Linked DNA regions of Anser cygnoides: region 1 is linked to region 2. The links are chromatin contacts, called in public Hi-C maps. All regions are on one chromosome and are shown on one strand. Each heading gives the region's core, a stretch centred on a gene start, on an enhancer-like site or on the middle of the called end of the contact. The rest is flanking DNA. Distances are from core to core; before and after follow the strand shown. Region 1 holds the start of MIS18A (MIS18 kinetochore protein A). Region 2 holds the start of SOD1 (superoxide dismutase 1).

Evidence for each region. Hi-C and Micro-C count contacts between places; a contact is called where the count stands out from the background.
Region 1: a contact with region 2 is called in a Hi-C map of liver, with 2.3 times the contacts expected there. The contact joins the promoter of MIS18A here to the promoter of SOD1 in region 2. A contact is called at or near these places in 2 of 7 Hi-C or Micro-C datasets (both in liver).

What each region holds. Positions count from the first base shown.
Region 1 is chr1:112,857,122-112,864,114 of Taihu_goose_T2T_genome, forward strand. MIS18A (MIS18 kinetochore protein A) reads right to left here and starts at 2,017. Exons shown (of 5, transcript XM_048071514.2): 1 at 1,596-2,017; 2 at 1,449-1,515; 3 at 1,171-1,293. The coding sequence starts at 1,830. MRAP (melanocortin 2 receptor accessory protein) reads left to right here and starts at 2,087. Exons shown (of 3, transcript XM_013192843.3): 1 at 2,087-2,712. The coding sequence starts at 2,607.
Region 2 is chr1:112,635,370-112,642,053 of Taihu_goose_T2T_genome, forward strand. SOD1 (superoxide dismutase 1) reads left to right here and starts at 2,807. Exons shown (of 5, transcript XM_013192917.3): 1 at 2,807-2,977; 2 at 3,626-3,719; 3 at 4,218-4,287; 4 at 6,064-6,178. The coding sequence starts at 2,903.

The sequences.
Region 1 (6,993 bases), core at 767-3,266, 220 kb after region 2:
AAGAATGATTCCAGCAACAACAACAACAAAAAATTAGTCATCTTGCAAACAAACTGTTTGGTGGAACGAAAACAGTTTTTTAAGTTCAAAACTACCAAGGCATCATCACTTGGAGAAGCCAGAACTCCAAAAGTTAGTCAGTGCTACAGGACACCATTAGAAGTTACAAAGAAAACAATGAGAACAATGTAGCACTAGCTGTGAGAACTAGCCATTATCATTACTCTCCAAGAAAATGTCACTTTGCAACCATGTTACAGTCCTCCAGAGACTTTTACTGCCATGTAAAAAGCAAAATATCATAGTTGTGGAAAGACGAGAAGATAGTATTCGGAGTAGAAAGGAGAACAGCCACACAGGTTCAGCAGAACAGTCTGAAACTTAGTAAAAAGCAAACATGCTAAAACAAGCCCACACAGGAGAAACAGTAGCTTATTAGTGTTACTGTAGTAATGCTCTGATAAAAGATAAGAGTGTGGGGACTGAATTCTGGATGTAGTTATGGAGGAACAATTTAAGACCAGTTTCAAGTGCTACAAATCAGATAAAACCAATATAATGGCAGACCTTCATTTTCTAGACAGTTTTTGACTGTAAAACAGTTACATAGGAGTACACATTCGGTCTTAAGATTTGCTTTTACCTGCCTTCTCGAGGAAAGAGAACACCAGCCAATGCACCTCAGACCTCTGCTTAAGTTCTGCTTAAACCCCCGTGCCTGTGTTCTCTGCTGATGACACGCACCTCCAATAGTTTGGAGCCAGGCATATTTTATATTACCTATGACTGCAGGTAGTCAGCAGACTGCAGGTATTACTTATGACTGCAAGGTCTTTTTCTGTTGTCTAGAGCAGAGCACATATGTACTCACTTCTGAGAAACTGAGAAGGAACCCTCCTGTGTTGTTTACAGGAATTTTCACAGGATGTATGCTCTTTCTTATACAGGTGACCCTGCTACTTTCCTTTTCTAGGATTTGTCTAACATTACACAGATGGTGCAGCTACAACTTCAGCGCCACGATGCTAGCAGCAGCAACACAGAAAGCTGCTCTGGAACAAGGTGCAGAAACAGCTCTCCCTACGCGCGCTAAGAACGTTAACAGCAGCATTCTTCAATATGACGCCTGGAGAGCGAGGTTTATCTTAGCGATAAGACTCCTGCCTTTACCTTTCAATCGAGTCAACGCTGAAACAGAATAAATCCCTCTTGTAGTCAAGATGCTTCGGGGTGCATCTGTAGATGTTGCCGAGCGTCATTGAGCAGCCAGAGCAGAACAACGTTTCAATCATGCTTTAAGGAAAACACATAACGCTTACGCAGGAAGAAAAATAAAGACAGAAAGCCCCCGGTGCCCACCCTTATTCAAAAAAGGGGTCACCCACTGTGACTTGGTTTTAGAGCATTCAGGGCTCCTTCGCGCCTGCCCCCCCGGCGCCGCGCCTCACCATCCGCACTCGCCGGGCCGCTTGGACAGCTTCTGCTCCTTGTCCACCGAGACGCTGGCGGAGGCACCTGCGGGGAGGCGAGGGGAGAGGTGACCAACGGCCGCCAACGGTCGCCAAGGGCCGCTAAGGGCCGCGCCCGGCACTCACTGCGCAGCAGGACGCAGCCCGTCTCCTCGTCGTTGGTCACCCAGCTCAGCGTGTCGCCCACGGGCCGCTTGCAGCCGGCGCACAGGAACACCATGGGCATCAGGTCCTCCTCGTCGCCCTCCGCCTGCCCGGCCGGCGGTGGCTGCGGCTGAGGCTGCGGCCGCCTCCCCGCCGCCGCCGCCGCCGCATCCCACCCGCCGCCCACCTCCAGCAGCGACGAGTCCAGCTCCGCCATGCCGCCCGCCTTCGAAATGCCCGCGCCGGAAACGGCCGTGACGCGCTTCCGCCCGCCAGCCGGAGCCAATAGCGTCCTCGGGGGGGCGGGGACTCTGCTTGTGGACACGCCCCCTTCCGTAACCACGCCCACTCTTGCACATGGCCACGCCCCCTTCGTGGCCACGCCCCATTGGGCGCGTCTCCCAGGTGTGGCCCCGCCCCCTGGTGCTTAGGCCCCGCCCCCTCCAGCCCCTGCCTTGAGGCAGCCCCAAAATGGCGGCCGGGGCAGGTCGCTGTGAGGGGGTTTCTGTACAGGGTGTGCCCCATGGGGCCTGGCGCGCTGCCCTCTGTCAGGGGGACCTTAAAATTCCTCTCTAAGCACACTGTGCCCAGAAATTCCCCCAACCAACCTCTTCCCCGTAGCTCCCCAGGGTGCCTCGTTGGTTTCTCAGTCTCCACGACCCCGTTGGCATGCGTCCATCCCATCCCCAGCCTGCTTGGCTGAGCGCTCCCCATGTCCCTGCCAGCCCCAGGCGTGCTAGGAACACCCTAACAGCCCTCCGGGGAGCGAGGGTCACGCCTGAAGGCGGCTGTCCCTCTTCTGTCAGGCTTCGATATCAATTTCTGCCAAGCGCTGTCCGGCACCAAGGCAGTCCTTGAGCTGCGGGGTGATTTACACAGGCATTGCTTACGCAACCTCTTTCTGAGGGCGCTGAAGCACAATGAGGGGAAAAAAAAAAAAAAAAAAAAAGTATTTGGTTGGAGTACTGAGCTGGTTTAAAATGCACTCCCGACATGGCCAACAGAACCAACTCGTCTGAGTACTTTTGGTCCTATGAGTATTACTGGGACTACATAGACCCGATCCCAGTGGATGGAAGGAAGCTGAAGGTTAATAAATGTAAGTACTGCTGAGCGGTAGGTGCCGATCCAGCACAGGAAAAAACAGCGGGCAGAATGTTGCAGAGCTTGTCGCCCTGACTTGATTTTGCTTCTTTGTAAGAAAGAGTTATGTGTACGTGGTCTGTATGGACTGCGTGCCCAACTGCCTTACCTGCGCTGTGCCCCAGCAGCACTTACTGCTAGCAGTGCAGCTCTTTGCTGTGCCTCACAGTGCTTCAAACTGTAAGGCTGCTGGTATTAACTCTTATTTAGAAGGACAGATTATTTTTAACCATTTGCTAAGTGTAAACCTTATGCCGTGCAAACCTGTAGTGTGGGGTGTGAGCTACCTGCTTGCTGCTCCCAGAAAAGTTGACTGCATGAGCACAGTTTTTTGTAAGACTACCCTGTTTTGTCTTGGGACGTACGGCTTATATTACAACTGATAAATATTTAAAACCTTGGTAAAGGAAGACGTTTGTGTTTCCACTAGCCAGGAACAACAAGCTGAAAATATATTCTATTGTTTTTCCTCCTGTGATTTACTGCTACTGAATTGTAAGATGAAGTAGTAATATACGTTATCATCTAAACACTTGTTGCCATGAAAGCTGATTCTGCTGGATTTAGGAGTTTATTTTCAAAGTGCCTAATGTGACATAATATTCTCTGAATTCAGCTAGGGACAGCTAATTCAATTTCATACTTGGTTTTGCACAATAGCATAGCGATGTATTTTTGCTATTAAGTCAATGTTTTTCTAATGTAACTGCGTTGGTTTGGGTTTACTAAAATAAAATCAGTTGTGTCATGAGGGATTAACTTAAACAGTTATAGCTGGATGGATTGATGAAGATCAGGAAGAATATATAGGCATGTTTGAGCCGCTAAGGCTGTGGGCAATGCTGTCCTGCGATTCCTATCAAGTCTCTCCCTGTGGTTGTATCCTTGTCTGAGTGATACAGCTGTGGGCTTTACTGGTCCGTATTCAGTTAACTGAAGAAAACTGCAACTACATGGGTATGGTAGTCACTGCCTCTAGAAAAGCTTTTTTGTCCACTCTGATGAGCTTAGCATTTATTGCCTCCAACTTTTGGTACCAAAAGTAACATACCTTAAATAAGGTGGTGTAAATATCCACAGCCCTCCGTATATAAAATCCTGCTCTAGAATACTGCAGAGCAACATTTGGTGCTGCTGGGAACAGGCAGGTTATGAGCAGCTTTACACCACTTTTCTAATTCTCGTAATTTTAAAGTTACGGCAGATAATTGCCCCCAGATTGCTCCAGGAAACCTCTGAAATGCCAACTATAGCAGGCTGTAAGTCCCCTGTATGTGGCTGGCTTAGCAGAATTCAGGAATCTCAACTTTTTTTTTTTTTTTTTCCTCATTAATATCATGTTTTTAACATATGGAGTCCCTGATAGATAAGAGGCGTGGAGTTTGTGTTGCAGCATTTCCCTCCATGGTCATTTATAGGATATTTCTCTTTACCCAGCTGCCTGTTTTCTTGAAACTTGTAGAAGTTTTGCTTCTGTGAGAAGATGCTCCCCGTCTGTTAAATTTAATTGAAATTCATTGATAGTTTCATAGAGGAAATCACCACATACCTATTTGAGTGCTTATGAGTGATCTCATAAGCCTTATTTCAATTAAAAACAAAACAACAACAACAAAACAGAGTAAACCATTCTCTTACTGATTTTTTTTGTATTCGTTCTCTCACCCTGAAGACAGAAGGAAGTCTGACACCTGTCAGGTCTTTTTGTATTCTGAGGAGGTGACTTATGTGACCATACTTTGTGTTTACACATCCAATCTGCTCCTTCAGCATCTTCAGCTCATTGACTGAATAACAAAGGAGTGGAGGCCTCCCAGATATAAAATCTCCTACAAGTTCCTACAGCTGATGGTTGAACAATGGAGGAAGAACATTGTGAACGAAGACCTCTACTGACCAAAAAGCTGCAGGCAGAGATCGTGCCCTGTTAGGCACCAAGAAAATTGCCCTTAGGCTCAGCATTGAGAAACAAATCTGCAGGAAACCAGGCTTCCGTATTTCAGCTGCCCATCTCCCAGGCAAAGAAGAAGAAGAAAGAGGAAATAGTATGGTGTGGGATATACTATTTTTCTTCTCTGCAGGCTAATGTTAAGGCAATTTGTGTCCCCTGGGGTGGCTGCTTATGTAAGGTATTTCTAGGCTGCGTGCCAAAATGGAGCTCTGCTCCGTGATTTGTGACTTTAAAAAGCCCACGTTGGCTGTATCAATTTCTAAATTACAAATGTTGGGTTTGGTTTCCTGATAGGCAGGGAAGTTAAACTGATGGTTTGGGGGTTTTGTGCTTCCTATAAAAACAGACATTTTTCCGTGTCAGCGGTCCAGGAGGAATGAACACTGCGTCATCTTAGTACTTTTATTCTTCCTTCTCCAAATACCATTGGGACAGCAAGCTATAATAATTTTGCAGCTGGTTAGTTTCTTCCTTGCTTTGAGTAAAAGGGCTAGTCAAGCAATGAAGATACTTCGTAGGTTTTCCCATCTTTACAAAATCTTTACATTCATATATTGTCAAAAACTGCTGTTGGATTATTGTCTTCATGTGCTTGGAACTCTGTAAACAAACTAGATTCAGCAAATCCTTGCCCTTTGTGCTGAAGATGATATGTGATAATTTCTCCTTAGATAGGGCCATAAACATTCCAAGTTTGGCAAAATGTGTGATATCTCTAGTATTAAAATATCCACTGGCTTGACGTTCCAGAGGGCCTCTGGTGATCGACTGCAATGGGACTTGAGCACTTGTTTAGTTGCATTGCAGAATCAGCCCAAATAAATTACACATTTGTCATAACCCTTGGGATGGAATGATAACTCCCTAATTCTATCTTGCCCTATATTTTTTTTTTTAGTTAATGTAAAACAGAGTCCTGAATCTCTGCACTTTCTTTCTTCTGTTATGTGGCCTGCCCCTGAAGCATGGTGAGAACATGTTTGTCTCATGAAAATGAGCCTAAATCCAGCTATAAAGACTTGGTCTTGCTTTCTGTTAGTAGCATTGTGCACTTCTATCTATTTTGAATAAAAATAATAAAAAGCTTAATTGGCCCATGAACTAATTTGATATTTAAAACATATACACACCCATACAAAAGGTGACTGTAAAAGTTAGCAGTCGAAGAGCTTTTTATAGATTGTTAAAATATGTTATCCCAGTTCAGAAAAATCCTAATTGCAAGGCTTTAAAAACAGTCAGGAAGTTTCTGTTTATCCCTCGTGAGTTCAAATTTCCCCTGAGATCTGAAACAAATTCAATTAGCTTCAGTGAATTCCATGGATCATACTAAAACTGCTCTTAAAAGATGAAAATAAAATAGCTTTGGTATGGAGTGCTATAAATTCCAGCTCTTCACTTCTGTCCACTTGGCTTTGAGCACTTAAATACTGAGCTTTTCAAAATATTCCTGGATCATGAGCTTTTTGGTTTTGGTTTAGTTTTTTTAAACGGAAGTCAACAATTCTCCCTTGAGGAGCTGGGACTGGCCAGTAGCACCCAGTCACTGTCTCCCCTAATTTTTGGAATTATTTGCCCTCACATCCTAACTTACCTTCCTCTGAATTAAAGCTCAGGAAAACTTTGTTTAAAAGAGGGAGCATAAAATAAGCTGATGCTCCAGAAGTCATTTTGCACGTTCTCATTTCTCAGTAGCCCAGCCAAAATTCAGCTCTCTGATAAGACTTCCGCTGGGTCAGCTCTAGTTTAAGGTTTAAAGGAGCTAGAATCACTCCCCCTAATCTCTTGGTGGCTCTGATGACAACACGTTCTGAACTTTTTCACAAAGAAACACCTAATCAAACATACTGGACCTGTTTCAAAGAACATGAATGTTTTTTGTCCTTTGAGATAGAAGATTTATTTTATCCTGGTCAATATTTGTCTCTGGAGTCAATGACCCTTCTTTTTCACCTCAGTCTAAGTGGGTAGCCAGTGATGAATTCAGGGCATTTCTCGGCTTGTGCCCTGCCCAACACCCAGCCTTTCCAAGGCTTTAACTGGGAAGTTCACCACTGCTCTGATCCCAGGAAGGAGCATTTTGAACCAGTGACCAAATGTGCTACTGGGGCAGGAACAGATTCATCCCATATAATAGCAAGCCCATAACTGAGGCAGTAATTTCAGCATTTCCTTAATTCCCTAATCCATTAAATTCATTCATTTCCTTAATTCATTAAGGACCAGCTCCCAAAACTGTTTCTGAGCCCCATTTGCACTATTTTTTTTCTTTCACTAATTTAAAAA
Region 2 (6,684 bases), core at 1,557-4,056:
TAAGAATGGCAGATCTTGAAAATTTACCTCCAGGAAGGAAGGAATGAACCTGGCTGATATAAACGTAGGTGGATTTGGAGACTGGCCTAAAAGTAAGAAAAAGTATTATGGCACAGCACTCAAGATGTCCATCTTTATGAAAGGACATTGACAAAAAAGATAGTGATACAAGAAGCCAGAGGTGAATGAAAGGAAAATGAGTCACTACTATCCTTTCATGTTTACAAACCATTAAAAAAATCAAATGAAATTTGCCCTGCAGGCACTGGAATTTTTCCTTTTGATCTAGCCAGCATTCAGGATGCTGCAGGTTGTGCCATGCACACAAATTTGTTTGCTCACCAGTAGTTTACAGAGCCTTTGCTCTCCAGGCGCATCAGAAACAAACTCCAGGGAGCTGAACTACTCGCAGTGCCAAGATGCCTCCCAGATAGGAAGCAGTCCAGGATTCTTTCCAGGATTAAACAAATGCTCTTCTCTCAGACAAAAACTCTATGTTTCTTGTTTCCTCTGCCTTTTTTTTTTTTTTTCAAGTGGAGATACACACCATTCAAACGATAGTTAACAACAGGACTTATTAAGCTTCTAGGACTCATGGCTAAGCCTAATGTGTGAAACAAACCTTGTACTTCTTCCCTGGCCATAGGGAATTCTCAGCCAGGTGTCTTAAGACTACCTGGGCTATAAGTGCTTTACCTCTCAGTCATATACACAGACTTCCTAAAGTAACAGGAACTTTAAAAACATTTTTGTGTTTCTGATTTAATGTCTCCCTCAGCAACGCAGCAGGAAAACAAGCAACGTGGGTTTGCCAAGGGAATTCATTAAATGCAATCTTTTATTCCTAAAACACTCAAACGGTTGCAGATCTCTGAAAAAAAAGTACAAAGGTGCATGCTCCTCAAGTCTGATGTTAACTTTCCCTTAGAGTCTAAGGTGCATCAGTATTGCATCTACATGGCAAGGGCTTGGCAGCTGGGGGACTCCAAAAGGGACACGCCACTGGCCAGAGCCGAGCCCATCAAGTCACTAATGCTAGTTGCACCTCTGTGAGAGCAGATTTAAGAAAGGGAAAAAAATGCTGTGCAACAGCAGCTGGGAGAGCCAGGAGTGAGCACCAGCCCTGCAGCCCTCAAGGTCAGCGCAGCAGGAGGGCAGGAGGTGCTCCAGGCACGCAGCAGCAGTTTGCCTGCAGCCTGTGGAGAGGCCCCTGGTGGAGCAGGCTGTCCCCCTGCAGCCCACGGGTCCCACACGGAGCAGATCTCCACGCTGCAGCCTGTGGAGGAGCCCCCGGTGGAGCAGGTGGATGTGGCCTGGAGGAGGCTGCGGCCCATGGAGAGCCCCCGCAGGAGCAGGCCCCGGGCCGGAGCTGCAGCCCGTGGAGAGGAGCCCACGCAGGAGCAGGGGGTCTGGGGGGAGCTGCCGCCCGTGGGGGACCCGTGCTGGAGCAGTTTGCTCCTGGGGGATGGACCCTGTGGTACGGAGCCGTGTGGGAGCAGTTCTTGAAGAGCTGCTGCCTGTGGGCAGCCCCCGCAGGCTCAGTTCAGGAAGGACGGCATCCCGTGGGAGGGACCCCGCGTGGAGCAGGGGCAGAGAGTGACCATGAGGAGACGAAGCGTCAGGGATTGACCGCAGCCCCCATTCCCTGTTCTCCTGAGCTGCTCAGGGGGGGTGTAGAACAGGGTGGACGGGGGGAAGGTGTTTTTAGTTTGCTTTTACTTCTCACTGCTCTAGTCTGTTATTGGTAGGCAAAGAATTACATTAATCTCCCTATACTGTTTTGCCTGTGACTGTAATTGGTGAGCAATCTCCCCATCCTTTTCTCAGCCCATAAGCCTTTTTTCATATTTTCTCTGCCAGCTGAGCTGTTCATTGGCATTAAACCACCACAGTCCTTTCTGGTGCCCAATGTGGGGTTTGAGGAATTTGAGATAATCAGGAGAGGTAATGGGCAAAACATGGACTGGACATTGCCAGAGTGTAATAACTGTGGAGAATTTGTGCAGCAATGTGGTGGAGGGACAAAGGGCAGGATGTTTGTAGGTTGTCTACCTGTGTCAGGTCTATGATGATATAATGATGTGGGGAATTCTTTTTGTTGGTGTGAGTGAAGATTGTCAAGATTCTGTGATTAATGTATTTTAATGATAATTCTTTTTTAAAAAAATGTTTTTTGTCGCCTCTCTCCAGCACTGATCCACGGCTACACCAAGAGACTCAACCTGAAGCAGAGCTGTCTACTGGATACCCTGCCTGTTACACTGTGGGTAGTCTACGTGCAAAGGCATCTCTAAAAAGCCTACAGCACACCAAGAAAGGCCAGCAGCTGAGCAGCACCAGCTTCAGATTGTATTTCTGAGTTTTCTGTACAGGGAACCAAACATCTTTTGGACAGGAGGGCTATTTTGAAATATAAAGCTATTCAGAGGGAACTTCAGGGCAGTATTCATGCTTTAAACAGGAGTTCACGATGTGATATAACTCAAGTTGCGGTAATGTTGCAAGATAGCCTCTAGGAGTGAGGATATAGTTAAAAAATAAATAAAAGTGCAGAAAACACCTCATGGAGACACGCCCCCCCCCCCCAACCGCCCGCCCGAGGCGCCGCCATTACACAATGCGCAGCTACAGCCGCGCGGTTGGGGACAGCTCACCCGCCCATTGGCCCACGGGCTGGCGCCGCCCATTGGCTCCCGCGCAACAACTCCCTCCCTCCGCGTCTTGATTGATCGATCCTCAGCCTTATGACTGCGCGAGGAGAACGGAGGGCGCGCTCTGATTGGCCGCGGCGCTGGCGGGCACTCTATATAAGGTTGGCGGGAGGGGCCGTCCCCTCAGTCCGCGTTCGGTCGCTGGGGGGCTGTGGAGGTAGCGCTGCACTCCGCCCACTGCGGGAAGGAACATGGCGACGCTGAAGGCCGTGTGCGTGATGAAGGGGGACGGCCCCGTGGAGGGCGTCATCCACTTCCAGCAGCAGGTTGTGGCCGGCGGCGGGCGGGAGCGACCCTGCCGGGCTGCGGTGCTGAGTCATGGCGAGGGGCGGGCGGCAAGGCCCGGCCCTCCCCTCCTCACCTCACCGCTGGGGGTTTGGGGGTGTGTGGGGATGTGACCGTTGTGACCGTTAGTGCACGAGGCACTGACCTGCCGAGCAAGGTGAGGCTGCCTATGGGCCAGTCTGTGGAGGAGGAGTGGCGTTTGGGTTGCTCGTGCTTGTAAACAGGCGGGAGCAGCCTCAGAAATAACCTGATAAATCTGTTACCTTCCTCTTTCGGGGTCTTCGAAAGCTGCCTGGGCATGGCAGTGGGCAGCCAGCTGTAGGTGGCCTTACTTGAGCAAGGGCTGGAGCAGGTGACCTCCAGCAGTCCCTTCCAACCTCAGCTGTTCTGTGGTTCCTCTTGCTTGGTGATAGCTAATAAGAACGTTCTAGGTGGCTAAATACAGCATTTCATAGAAAATCTACTTTTGCTGGCTTATGGACTCAGTTTAGCAAGGTAATTGCTTATGTTGGTAGCTGAACTTACAGCGGCGTTTTTAGGTTGTTGGTTTAGGTTGTCTAGGAAGCCTCACCTGACGTGAAGCCTTTTGCTGTGGTTGTTTCAGCAGTTATAAACTCTTTCTCTTACAGGGTAATGGACCAGTAAAAGTTACTGGAAGAATCAGCGGCTTGTCTGATGGAGATCATGGCTTCCATGTCCATGAATTTGGAGACAACACAAATGGTAAGATGTACATTCAGGCTTCTGAGTTACAGCTGTACTGTGATTGCTCACCTTTAAAGAGCTTTTAGTGTTACAGCAGCAACTAGTATTAAGGGTACTTAGGTTTCATGACTGCAAATCTGATTTAAGAAATATGGTGTTTCCTAAGGAATTGATTCTTATTAAGTACATTAAACATGTTTAGGCTAGTGTTCAAGATGTACTATATCAAGCATTAACCTAAATACTTTGACGTTCTAGTCTTAAGAAATGAGAACACTTGCATCTAAGCCTGGAACACTCTGGAATGAATAATTTTAATTTAGTGAACTTGGAGTAATGTTTGACATTGTAATAGTTCCTTATATCCAAAGGATCAGTGGACCTAGCTGGAGAGTAGCTGTTTCATTAATGATTTTACTAGTGTGGGCTACAGGAGTGCTACCCTGGTACACTGCATGAGCAGCAGATGTAAGCTGGTTATTGCAACAAGTCTACTTTGGCTGCGTTCTGTTTCAGGATGTACCAGTGCAGGTGCTCACTTCAATCCTGAGGGCAAGAAGCATGGTGGACCAACTGATGCAGAGAGGTGAGTTTGAGGGGTCTGACCTCTTACAGGTTAGCTGCATTTTTGTGCTAGGAAGGCAACTTCATGAATAATGCTGGGTTAGTTCTAGGAGAAAACTAGTACTTCCAGCGGGACTTCTGAGGTCAGTTAACAATGTTTGGTAACTGTAGGGCAGTGTTGTAGAGACCTTAGCTCCCAGAGTGTGTGAAATGTAGTTTCTAGTGCATTCTTGGTTATATTGTGGCCTGGGGAGAAGAACAACTAAGGGCTCTTGGTGAGTGTTCCTTAGGATATGAGTGAAAAGGGGAGAGAATTCATGTGTTAATACCTTATGTAGTCAGTGGTGCTCTGCTTCTGTTTTGGGGCTGCCTATTGACGACAGGCCCTAAAGCATCACCTGTTGAGCTGCACACAGGCTCTTCGTGTGGTTTAGGGGGGTCATCAGTTCTGGACCAGTGCTGTGGCCAACTTGCGGTGTTGGTCGGGCTTTCAAGCGTTTGCATCCAAGTCTGTACTTGCAGCTTCTGATGGATCAATCCATAGCGGAGCGAGCAGTTCAAGCAGGCTGGCTGCTAGCCAGCTGCCTGGCTGAGAGCAGGATGCGATGATGTGCTTACGGGCTTCACAGGCCCGCGAATGCTCCAGTGCTAAAGGTCACAGCTGCATGAACACTGTGGCTTCTGCTGGGCCTGCTTTGTCAGACCCTGCTTTTGGTGTAACTGTCTGCTCAGGCAGCTCTAGGCTGGGGATTTCTCTGCGAAGGTAAAAGAACCAGGTCATGACTGTCAGTCTGCAGTTGGGGCAGGTGGTAGTAAAATTTCCTGAAAGCTTACATCAAACAAATCCCTAAAGGGAAAACTGCCCTTGTCCTCATTTTATAGGGCTGTGTTAAAAACGTGGAACTTGCACCCTGCTCTCCAAGAAGCCGGTAGTCGGCATGTAGCTGAGCTGGTCGCCCTGTGCACGGAGAGTTTGTCAGAAACAAGCTGGTGTTGGAGGCTCTGGATCCACAGTGTCTTGCAGAACACCAGCTTCGAGTGAATGCTTTATTTGGGGTGGATGTGCAGGGAACAAGACACTGGAATGACCCGCAGGTCTGTGGAAACTGAGCTGACTGAGGATTAATTTTTAAAGCAAGATGTAGCGAACCAGCTGTGACTGGAACTGTGTAGGAGGGTGTCATGCTGTCCGTATGGAAAAACACTGGGCAAACTTGAGTTTGTCTCAGAACGATTCCTAGTGCTGGTTAGAACTCAGCCAGCTCTTATTGCGTCCCCTTTGACCTAGTGATTGACAAACCGCTTTTACTAATCCTATTTAAGCTTAAAGCCTGCGGCTGCTTGCAGAATAGCTGACTTGTGCTATACAGTAAAAGTTACGTATAGGAGCAGTGTTTATACCCAGCCTTGTATGTGCAGGAAAGGCTCAGAGACTGAACTGAGAGCTCCCTTCTAAGCAGGCAGTCACCTTCCACCAGCACGGAGGGGTTGTGAGCTGTAGAAGTTGTGTGTTGCTGGCTTACCTGGCTAGGCAACAACAGCACTTCTTCCCCCAAAGTGGGTCAGCCTGCCAGTTTCAGGTCCTCCCTAGGACCGAATTCTAATAATCCTTTGAACTGAAAGAGTTAAAGTAGTGGAAGTAATCAAGGCTCACTGGTGGTAAATGAAAACGTGTGCTGCGAAAGATAAGGTGGTGGAGTCCTGGAGTGCAGTAACCCTGGGTATTGTATGGCCCCGACCATCTGTTAGGGCTTTCGATTTAACCAGGGTTTCTGTGGGTTCCTCTGCCTTTGTGCAGGCACGTGGGCGACCTCGGCAACGTGACTGCTAAAGGAGGAGTAGCAGAAGTCGAAATAGAAGATCCCGTCATCTCTCTGACTGGACCACACTGCATCATTGGGCGCACCATGGTGGTAGGTGTCTTGCTGCCTCCTTGGGTGCTCTAAAGAGCTCCAGGGCAGCGCTGCCACTGAGTGGAGACTTCTTGATGCTGGAGGCCGCTTCCTGGTGTGCTGTATGACTTGTAGTGCAAGACTTCTGATATGGGGGGTTCTTTGGAGCCTTGCCTGAAAATATTTTATGTATTAACACTTTGTAACCATGAGATATTAATTTGCTTCTGGCCTTCTTGAGGATATTTTTCTCTGTTTCAGTTCGCTTCTGGTTGTGCATGATTAAAGCAAACTGAGCTGAGGAAGGAACTGGCAATGCTGCCACTGAAAAGCCTGGCAGTGGTCACTTCCCCCTGGGGCTTTGTGCGCCTCTCCTGCACCGGACTTGGTCTGATGACCAGGCACAGGAGATGGGTGGGGTAACAGCGCTGGGCTCTGCGCCTTCACAGCAGTGGTCAGCCTTGTGCTGCGAGGGTGAACTTGGGTTGCGAGTCCAAGTTTGTCCCTGGATTTGTAATAACTTCTTG